3 separate regions of the Sus scrofa genome follow, and regions 1 and 3 are each linked to region 2. Evidence: chromatin contacts called from public HiChIP or PLAC-seq and promoter capture Hi-C data. All regions are on one chromosome and are shown on one strand. Each heading gives the region's core, a stretch centred on a gene start, on an enhancer-like site or on the middle of the called end of the contact. The rest is flanking DNA. Distances are from core to core; before and after follow the strand shown. Region 1 holds the start of DKK1 (dickkopf WNT signaling pathway inhibitor 1). Region 2 holds the start of PRKG1 (protein kinase, cGMP-dependent, type I). Region 3 overlaps PRKG1 (protein kinase, cGMP-dependent, type I).

The links. Promoter capture Hi-C pulls out the DNA fragments that hold promoters and counts their contacts. HiChIP or PLAC-seq counts read pairs in DNA pulled down with a chosen protein or histone mark.
Region 1: a contact with region 2 is called in an H3K27ac HiChIP or PLAC-seq map of skeletal muscle, with 7 times the contacts expected there. The contact joins the promoter of DKK1 here to the promoter of PRKG1 in region 2. A contact is called at or near these places in 1 of 47 Hi-C or Micro-C datasets (embryonic fibroblasts) and 1 of 2 datasets of contacts at active chromatin or transcription factors (skeletal muscle).
Region 3: a contact with region 2 is called in a promoter capture Hi-C map of fetal skeletal muscle, with 12 times the contacts expected there. The contact joins the enhancer-like site here to the promoter of PRKG1 in region 2. A contact is called at or near these places in 3 of 5 promoter capture datasets (fetal liver, fetal skeletal muscle and liver), 14 of 47 Hi-C or Micro-C datasets (alveolar macrophages, brain, embryonic fibroblasts and 9 more) and 1 of 2 datasets of contacts at active chromatin or transcription factors (skeletal muscle).

Annotation. Positions count from the first base shown.
Region 1 is chr14:97,488,322-97,491,649 of Sscrofa11.1, forward strand. It overlaps DKK1 (dickkopf WNT signaling pathway inhibitor 1), which reads right to left and starts at 1,797. Exons shown (of 4, transcript NM_001145384.1): 1 at 1,558-1,797; 2 at 1,165-1,327; 3 at 1-44. The coding sequence starts at 1,797.
Region 2 is chr14:98,791,747-98,795,200 of Sscrofa11.1, forward strand. PRKG1 (protein kinase, cGMP-dependent, type I) reads right to left here and starts at 1,334. Exons shown (of 18, transcript NM_001044574.2): 1 at 862-1,334. The coding sequence starts at 1,127.
Region 3 is chr14:97,638,615-97,642,110 of Sscrofa11.1, forward strand. The region is part of intron 9 of PRKG1 (protein kinase, cGMP-dependent, type I); the gene reads right to left. Among named protein-coding and RNA genes, the nearest start is that of DKK1, 150 kb to the left of the region's middle. Within about 2 kb of position 1,672, at least 5 of the 83 cell types and tissues checked have an H3K27ac peak or open chromatin away from gene starts, as enhancers often do. A contact at or near this core is called in fetal skeletal muscle, where this site is marked.

The DNA.
Region 1 (3,328 bases), core at 547-3,046, 1.3 Mb before region 2:
TTCCCCTCGGTGGAAATGATTGTGATCAGAAGGCATACATATTCCTAAGAAGGCAGGAGATATTGATTAACTCCTGAGCTGGAATGTGGGACAGTGGCAGTCTGTTATGTCTGCACCAACTTGAGATATTTCATTGTAGGAATATTAAACACAAGCCAGACTTTCTACTGTTAAAGCAAAACTCCCCAGATGGACAGAAGCATCAGTGTGTACACTGCACTGATAGGTAATATCCCCAATCTAACCGCTTAGAATACTTTCTCACCAACTGTGGTAGTGGCAATGAGATTTCTGCCTATTTTAATATCACCTCTGGGTAAGAAAAATAAAGTCGTTCACTTTCAAAAACTTTTTAAAAATAACTTCTCTGCCCTTGGTGCTATATGGGTACTGCCAGACTAAGTTAAGCAAATGGAATGCCTGCTGCGTGGAAGATTACAATCTCACCCACCAGTTACTTTACTGTATAATTTCTATATTACAGAGATTTAGTTCATCCTGGAGTAATGCTGGGTCCTAAGGAGGGTCGCCACCCTTAAGGTTATTTCTGGAGACTTCTTTGGTTGAGTCTACTTGTTTGAGACATTAAATTCTAGTGGATCTGTGGCTGGGTGGAGGAGTACTTATTTTAATGTAGTCAGAGGTAGGGGAGAGAAGGATGGAGAGGCTGGGATGCAAGGGTATCAAGATCTTCAAGAGTGGCCAGCACAGATACATAACTGTCTTCTGACAATTTGAACATGAATCTTGAGGGAGACGCCAGTCTGGAAGAGCTGAGAGAGGCACCGTAAGAAATGGAAGGGGCACCTAAATGCTCATTCTGGTTTCCTTGATTTCTCTGTTTAATTCCACCTCCCTCTCCATCTTCTTAGATGGTGTCAAGGCTTTCCCTAGCTAATTTTTTATGGAAGGGTCCGCTCTGAGGTAAGACCTCGTTAATTAATCGGGGAGCACAAAGGAGAATAAAGATCTCCAAGAACGCGGTAGTCTCCTCTTTGCCTCCAGGTTGAACACTAAACCAGAAAACATTTCAGGGGAAACTCGAACGCTGAATTCCCTTTTGCAGGTGGTGCCGCGGCATTCTGAGAGCTGGGAGCACGGCCTCCCAACCACTGTGCGCAAGCGCTGGAGGATTATAGTCCGAGAGAGAGCTCTTCGACTCACCGTTTTTGCAGTAATTCCCAGGGCAGCACATAGCGTGCCGCATGCAGCGTTTTCGGCGCTTTCTGCAGGCTAGGCAGATTTGTGCGCCTGCACTTCCTCCGCGGGTGGGACTCGCGCAGTACTCGTCACTGCTGCATTCTTCGTCATCGGCGCACGGGTATGGCTGCGGGAAGAGGGCAGGAGAGGGTGAGGCACCTGGGTACCACATTCGGACTCATCACAGTCCCTTTCTGCCCACCTCTCCAAAAGCTGTTGCTGCCCACTGCTCCCCAGAGCAGTTTCTTAATGTGCCTTGAATACACAGATACACACATAGCAAGTCCTGCATTCTCTTTCCCAAATGAGACCCCCTTCAGGCTCACAGCGTCTCCAGACCCTCGAGACCCTTCTCACCTGATAGTTGTCAATCGTTTGGTACTTGTTGCCACCCTCGAACAGAATTCCGGGAGCCGCGCTGACTGCCGGGTGCCCCGCAGCGCCGCCCAGCGGTGGGGGCAGGTTCTTGATGGCGTTGGAATTGACGAGAACCGAGTTTAAAGTGGCGCTCGCTCCCAGCAGAGGGTGACCGCAAAGAGCCGCAGCTGCCAGGGTGACCAAGACCCGGGCAGCACCCGCTGCAGCCAGAGCCCTCATTTCCAAAGGACTCAAGGCAGAGAAAGAGAAAAGTGGAATGTCAGCTTGCAAGCCTGGTCCCCAGGAAGCCGTGCTGGCGCAGCTGTAGTCAGGGTTCCAAGAGCCTCTACCAGCCGCAGAGTCCTGACTGCGGGGCTCTGCACCGCCACCGCCACCGCGGCTGCCTTTATACTGCGGGCTCTGAGCATTCCGGCCCCTCCGGGGGAGACAACAAAGCAGGGTTGGGATTTCAAAGCGTTGGGAGGGGCTGGGAGGGAGTGTGTTTGTGTACATGAAGGGGAGCCTTTGACACTCTTCACCCCGCCCCTCCCTTGCACAGTCGTTCCCCTGCCCAGCTCACCTTCGGGTTGACAGTATTCAGCGTTAGCAGAGAGGACATTAATAAATGTGGGAAGTGGGAGGAACTTTGGGTATTTGGGTGCTCTCGCCTTGCAGTAAGGGTTGGAGTATTGAGATCGGGACCACTTTTCAGACAGACATTGTGATAACTCCCTGCAAAACCACTTTTCTCCATTCTGCCTTATGCCAGTACTCTTTTTTATTGTGCATGCAAATAATATTCAGTATTAAATACCACCGGATAAGTAATTCAAAGTCTATCAAAATGTCTCTGCAAGAGGGCCAGGTGGCCGTTGCAAGTTGCTGATTAACCCTTTAGAGTCACGGTTTGAAGATTTGGAGTGAGATCGAGGCTTTAAGTTCGTTCAATTACTTTTCCCCCTCCCTCCCCTCACCAGGAGAAAAATGTGCAAAGAGAAGGACATTTGCACATCAAACGAGGGTAAGAAGGAAGAAGAACTAATTCTCTTTTGATGGGAAGTTTAGAGAGAGAGAGGCGAGAGACTGGTGTTTGGAAATTAGATCAGGGGTGGAGAGGAGAGGGAAATGACCATCCGATAATCAAGCTATTTAATGTTGTTCTTTGAATCTGAGCAGTCGCGGCAGTAGATGAACTTGATTAGGCAGACGCGCGAGATCAAAGTGGCCAGAGTGAAAGCGGACAGGGTCCAATGGCTGGGTCAGTGGTCCTTCCCTGGTTCCCCCTTCTCAGTGGTGGGTTAACCCGGGGAGATAAGAAACCCTCAAGGCTTAGCGCCTGACTTCCTCATTAGTATTTCATATTACAGCGCTTGAAAAAGAGAACGCCTATGTTTGATCCCAACTCAGACGGGTCTGGGACCAGGGAATACCCGGTCTAGGGAGATAAGAGACTAGCTTACGAAAGGAGAAGCTGAAAGTGAAGCAGAAAGTGATTTGTATCGTCATTTAAGTTAGGATGTGAAAATAACAAAGTAGGGCTAGTGGCTAAGAGGGCTATCCTACTTACACCAAAAACGTTGGAAGCCTAGTGCCCAGGCGGTGGGCTACCCCTCTGGGTTGTTGTTGCCCTCTGGAGGGGGCAGGAGTTGCATGAAATACAAATACTCTAATTGTATTAATAATAAAAGACAAGAGATATACACAATTCTTTTTAAAGCCATCTGATATTATAAGTATCAAGATGGAGAACTGCTATGTGAATTTAGAAGAG
Region 2 (3,454 bases), core at 84-2,583:
ATCAGGCGGGGGCATTATTATCCACCTTGGGCTGACCAGTAACCCCCAACCTGCTTCAGGTGCAAGGTCATCTAGCCACCTCCAAGCCCAGGGCAGCCCAAGATGTGGCACTTCTGGAAGGGACACAAACTGAGCAAAGGAACATCCAGAAAGGGCGGGGGGGCGTTCTTTACAATTTCCTGCTGACATCACTTGCTGCCTGGAAAATGACCCTCAGAGGCTGATCCCTACAGTGGAGACGCACCCCAGCCCCGCCTCCCTTTGCCCACCCCCTCCGCGCCTTCCCAGCAGGGCTCCTGCTCTGGACAAGTTCTGTCCCTAAATTGAACCTAACCCTGCTCAACCTCCTGTCGCCACTCCCAGGAGGCTCCCGCGGCGCACTGAGCATGCCCTGTGGCCTGGGTCTTGGTGGGGGGGTCACCTCCAGGAAGGTCTCCAGGCCCGGAGATGGGCCGGGTTGTGTGCCTGAGTGGGCGCCCCACAGGGGTGCGTGAAGAAAAGACCGCGCGACGGCGTGCAGAGTGACCAAGTTAGCCGGCGCGAGAAAACTTTCCACGCTCCTTCTCCCCACCCCCACTCCGCAGGGGCGCGTCTCTCCGAGGAGCTTGCCTTTCCCAGCCCGGCGGAGACAAGCACGGCACGTGATGGGCAGAAATAAAAATAAACACTTCCCATTCCCCGCCCGCGAGGGCCACCCCCACTCGGCGCGCTGCGGACAGCAAGGGGCGCCGTGCCCGGAGCCGCCCCCCCCGCCGCCGCCGCCGCCGCCAGGAACCCCCAGCCCCTGAGCCGCCGCCTGGACGGCCACCGGGCCCGCCGGCTCAGAGCAGTGGCCACGCTCCTGCCCGCCTCGGCGCCTACCTTTCGGATTTGGTGAACTTCCGGAATGCCTGTCGGAGGTCGTGGAAGGACCTGTACGTCTGCGGCTCGGCCGAGATGCCCTGTGCCCGGGTGGTCCGGGGGCCGATGTGGGTCGAGGGCACGGGCAGCACCGACTGACATTTATGGAGCTTCCTCTTCAGCTCCTGGATTTCTTCCTCCTTCTCTGACAGCCGCTTCTCCAGCTCTTTGATCCTCTCCTCCTTGAGCATGAGAATCTTGGCAAAGTCTTCCTCCAGCTCACTCATTTTTTCCCTGAGCCCCTCTGCAAAACTTTTTCTCGGGCGGCGGCGGCGGCTGGGACGGCAGCCGGGAGAGGCGAGCGCGGAGTGAGTGAGTGAATGGGCGCTAAGTACTCGAGCGCAGCGGAGTGCTGCCCCTAATGCGCAGCGAGAAGCCGATTTCTTCGATCCACTTCTGCTGAATGGACTGAAAGCACCGAGGGGAGGATGAGAAGTCTAAAAGCGATGGAGAGGAGAGGCAGAGTGCTAATCCCCAGCCTCTCCGGGGAATAGGTGATTATCTTTCATTGAGAAACCAATTAGAGCTGCCCTTCCTCCCCTGAGACCCCCCCTCCCCCGTCCCCCTTTCCCAATCACTTCGTGAGAACACGGCGCAGGCCACCCCACCGAGAGCCTGGTTTCTAGCTGGGAGGGTTGGACCAGTGAGCCTGGTCTCACCCCATCACACAATAATCACTCTTCCACGCTATATGGTACCAAAGGAAAGGGGTGGGGTGGGGTAGGGGGGGAGCTTTATGCCACTTGATCCTTGAAATAGCAACAATTACCATGTGATCTGGCAGATGACGCAGCGCTTGTAACTGGAGCCTAAAGACTTTGTGGGGTGTGTGTGTGTGTGTGTGTGTGTGTGTGTGTGTGAGTGAGAGAGAGAGAGAGAGATTTCATAAGTCTTAAACTGCCTTTAGACAATAACCTGCATGAATTCATCGTCTTCACCTTTTCTTATCTGCTCTGGATGGTGAGGGAGGGTATGTGTGAGTATGTGTTTCTTAATGTGAAGCCCCGTGGTTGTGACCCTAAGTAATGAGAATGACAGGGCACTAGCAGGTCTAGGTTTTTTTCAGCATAAAATGGTAGTGGAAATAGTAAACTAAAATTGTTGGTGGGGAAGTTGGGTGAATATGCATAATGAGTCAAACGTTTACCGAGAAGAAGGCCATGAATTGATTGTAAACTTCTTAGACTTTGGATTTTATTTCTTTGGCTATAGTTAAAATTTGTATATTGAGCATACAAATTATATCGCAGTACCATTCTGTTTGGTTGTGAAGTGAGGGCCACCAGTGTTAAACTACTAGCTCATCCTACAATTCCAGTTTTAGGGAGAAATAGGGTCTGCCATTCTCATTTGTCCCTCACCTATTCATCCATCACCACAGCCTCTGCTAAAGGGATTTTTATCCACACTGGAACCGAGAGTATTTGTGATTCCTGCACTTAATTTTTTAATATATGTCACAAGGAGCATTTTCATAATATAAACCACTGTTTAAGAGTTTGGGTATATAGGAGGAGCATTTCTTCAGGTAATGATCCACAAATTAATGCATCTTTTTTCAAAGGAAAAACATAGGTGCAAAGTAAGATATCAAAGTGATTTTGTAGAAATAATAATTTTTAAGAAGAAAGATCAATGTACAACCACTGTACTTTTTAAAACATTTTATAATGATTTTTATTTTTCCATTATAGCTGATTTGCAGTGTTCTGTCAATTTTCTACTGTATGGCAAGGTGACCCAGTCACACATACATGTATACGTTCTTTTTTTATATTAGTTAATGGATTTTATTACATTTATAGGTGTACAGCAATCATCACAACCAAATTTTACAGCATTTCCATCCCAAACCCTCAGTGGGTCGAGGGTTTTTTTCCTCACATTGTCATGCTCTATCATAAGTGACTAGATATAGTTCCCAGTGCTACACAGCAGGATCTCATTGCTTATCCACTGGCTACTTATTAATAAAAATGTTTTTGCTTCATTGAAACACTGAAGTAAAGGAAAAGCAGTCATCTACTTTGGTTTATAAATAAACCCTAAAATATATTTTATTCTGAAGATTTATACTGTTAGTTCTACTCATCTAATTGTTTTAAATTAAAAGCATTTTAAGCCATATTGAACTTCTTAAGCTCATCAGTTGCTCAAGACTGGCTACCGTCTACTCATATTTGAGAAAAGGGTTTCTGTCTTTACATTTAGTATTCTATTACTTCTATCTATGGAAAACTTAATCTGTTTATAGTCCTTTTAGAAAGGCTCAAAATAATTGACATTTAAGAATACATTAGAAAAAAACTTTTCTCACCTTCAAAAATCTAGGCATAGGTTCAATTTTATTTGTGGAAGATATAGAAATAGTTTTAAAATGACTCCTAAATGGACAGGTTTTTTTTCAAGTTTATACTAACATTAAATGCAGATATTCAAATATGTTTCTCATGCTTATTAAAAAAAGAAACTTTTTGACTAAGTTTTCACACATACCTCGAAACTCTAAATTCATACCTATCTTTAAAAATTAATATTTTTTAAATAAACCAAT
Region 3 (3,496 bases), core at 422-2,921, 1.2 Mb before region 2:
TTTTAAAAAAATTTTGTGGCTATGCCCACAGAATGAAGAAGTTCCCAGGCCAGGGATCAAACTCTACCCACAGCAGCGACATGAACCACAGCAGTGACAATACTGGATCCTTAACCCACTGGGACACTAGGGAACTCCCTTGTTTCATCTTAAATAGATGAGCTGTCATTTGCCTTTTATACATAGCTTCCCTAACTTCTGTTGAATTTTATTATGGTTAAACACAAACGGGTAATATTATCTCTTACACTTTACTGAAGAGGCTCTTGGGAAATTGAATTACTAGCATTAAACCATATTTGGTTAAAAAATTTAAAATATTAATTAGTGATGATAAGACTCATAAAGACCAACGGCATTTCATGGGAGGACCTGAAAATGATAACAGCTTCTTTACTCATCAAATACTTGAAAGATACCAAAAGAAGGATTCACCCAGAAAAAGCATCCCAATCCTTATAATTTTTTAAATTTAAGAATCCTGAGTAATTACCTTAATTTTGCATTAAAAATATTTCCAAGAGTAATGAACATAGAATTATAAAATCAAAGAAGAGTAAAATCAAATCCAAATTGTTCTAAACCTGAGACTTTTATTTAGGTTCACAGAACACTGCCTCAGTTGCTATGACTGAAGATTTTGCATTACAACTCTTCACACAATTGAGGATCTTTGTGCTCAATCAAAAAGGAATTAGGTCAGATTTAAGCACAACTTAAAAAAAAAAAAGAAGAAGCAGCCTAAAAAATCTAATAATTTCTGTCTGTCCTTTCTGTTGTCTCTGTGTCACTTTAAAATAAAAATTATTTGGATTCAGTATTTATTAACTGTCTTATCCTTGTTATGCCCATGCCAGGCGAAAGGGCAAACCCTCTGATGGGTGTCAGTAGTTAAGATTCCCTCCTTACTCCTATTTTTATGAAAACAACTTGTTTTTCTAAATGATGAATTTCCTAAGGGAAGCCAGTGAAATGAGAAGCAGAACAGCCATTTCATTCTTCATGCAAATTACAGCTCAGAGTCAAGGATGAAGAGAAGGACAAGCAAATGGTCGTTATTAAAATACCTTTTGAGGTGATATCTGTACAATCAACAAGTCAGGGAGGCCTAGGGTGCCTCCCAGACAGTGCATCTGACTCAGCTGCCTCAAGCCTCTAATGAAATTTGTTTCTACCTTCTCCTACCCAGTATAATTTAGGCAGCATATTTTTCAATCCACTGTATATTGTTTAATCCTTGGCATTTGAGTAATTGTAACCCTAAGTAAATGCTACCAAATAATTAAATCTCCCTGTATACTATTTAGGGGTAAGGTCAAAATAAAGGGTATCAAAATATAAAAATCAGAGTGATGCAGTTTGCTGTGCTCCCTAGAATAGAAGATTCCTGAATGATAACCTTATAACCAAGAGAGATTTCTAACAGATCTCTCAAGGGAACACTAGCCTCTTTCAGGATATGCATTTATTCCTCTCCAATTAAAAATAAATACAACAAAAGGAAGTAGGATAAACTTACTCCCCAGTAGGCTTACAATTCAGAGGTGGAAGAAGACAAGGTCAGAAGAGCCTTGGGTACTATTTTGGAAGAAAGAGAAACAGAGCCTACATAACCACCCTTCCATGACCTGTGGTTTGAGAAACACAGCTCTGAACAGTTCCCACACACCAGCTGTTTTTCTGCATCACCATCATTGAGGACAGGAAGTGGAATGGCACATAGAATGCAGTTTATAGGATCTGTTCTCTCAGAAAGTGAAACAGGATCTCCAGGCTATTAAATTCACTTCAGGGCAGCATCTGAACTCACTTGTTAAAAGGAACTGTCTGCCTAGGAAGAAAAGCTTTCATTTGCGAAAACTGAAGAGTTTTGAGAAGTATTGTGTAAATACTTACACAGTAACTGGGTTTAAACAAAACTATATTGAAAATTTAGAGACATTTCAATATATTTTATTCTCATAGCAGGACTGCAAAGTGATCTAAAAAAAAAAAAACCTACAACCACATAAAGGTCAAAGGTTCAATTTTTTCTAGGGGTCATGGAAGAAATGGCATCAGAAACGTATCTAATTCCAGCCATGGGAAGAATAAAAACCCATCAAAGGTGGTCCATAGACCTGCCTTTGCCAACTGCACCTAATCCTAGAACTAAACTAATGCTTAAAAGTGAAGATGAAAAAATATATAATTTCAGTTTTAGTAAAAAAGTGTCTAGAGAGGGTGTGGAGAAAAAGGAATACTCCTACACTGTTGGTGGGAATGTAAACTGGTACAGCCACTATGGAGAACAGAAGTTCCTGAAAAAAACTAAAAACAGAACTACCATATGATCTTGCAATCCCACTCCTGAGCATATACCCAGAGAAAACCATAATTTGAAAACATACATGCACCCCAATGTTCATAGCAGCAGTACTTACACCAGCCAAGACATGGATACATCCTAAATGTCCATTGACTGAGGAATGGTTAAGGAAGATGTGGCATATTTATACACTAGAATAGTACTTAGCCGTAAAAAAGAATGAAATAATGCCATTTGCAGCAACAGGGATAGATCTATAGATTGTCATACTAAGTGAAGTAAGCCAGACAGAAAAAGACAAATGTCATATGATATCAATTATATGTAGAATCTAGAAAGAAATTATACAAATGGACTTGTACACAAAATAGAAATAGACCCATAGATCTAGAAGACAAACTTACGGTTACTGAAGGGGAAAGAGGGGAGGGAAGAATAAATTAGGAGTTTGGGATTAACATATACACACTACTATATATAAAATAGATAATCAACAAGGACCTACTATTTATCACAGGGAACTATATGCAATATTTCGCAGTAACCTATAAGGGAAAAGAATCTGAAGAAAATAGGTATATATGTATGTATAACTGACTCACTTGACTGTACTCCTGAAACATAATATTGTAAATGAACTATACCTCAATATAAATGAATGAATGAATGAATGAATGAATGGTGTTTCTCTAATTTGGGTATTCTATGACTCTTGAATTAAAATTTTTATAGCAAAAGTCTTTGCTCTGCCAGTGCAAATTGATTGAGGATCTTGCAAAATCCATGTGAAAATTAGCACCCTTATTTCCCTGGCATTATTTATAGCTGTCTACTGGTTCCCAAAAGGATCCAAAGTCTAGGAACCTGTTTGCTAAGGGTTCAGCTGCCACAGCTTCTGAGACTCATTATCATCTCTGTCTCATGCGTGAGTCCTTTGCAATGAAAATTCAAGCTTCCATTCTGAGCCTGCTGATCTCATGTTAGAAAAGAATCTAAGAAGATATATTGAAAAATGATCAGAAAAGTTATCTATGGTTCCAAACTAACAGTTCCTTTTGCATTCTTGGAAGCAATTTCTTTTTTCTTTTCCTTTTTTTTTTTTTTTTTTTTTTTTTTTTTGCTTTCTAGGGCTGTACCCGCAGTGTATGGAAGTTCCCAGGTGAGGGGTTGAATTGGAGCTGAAGCCGC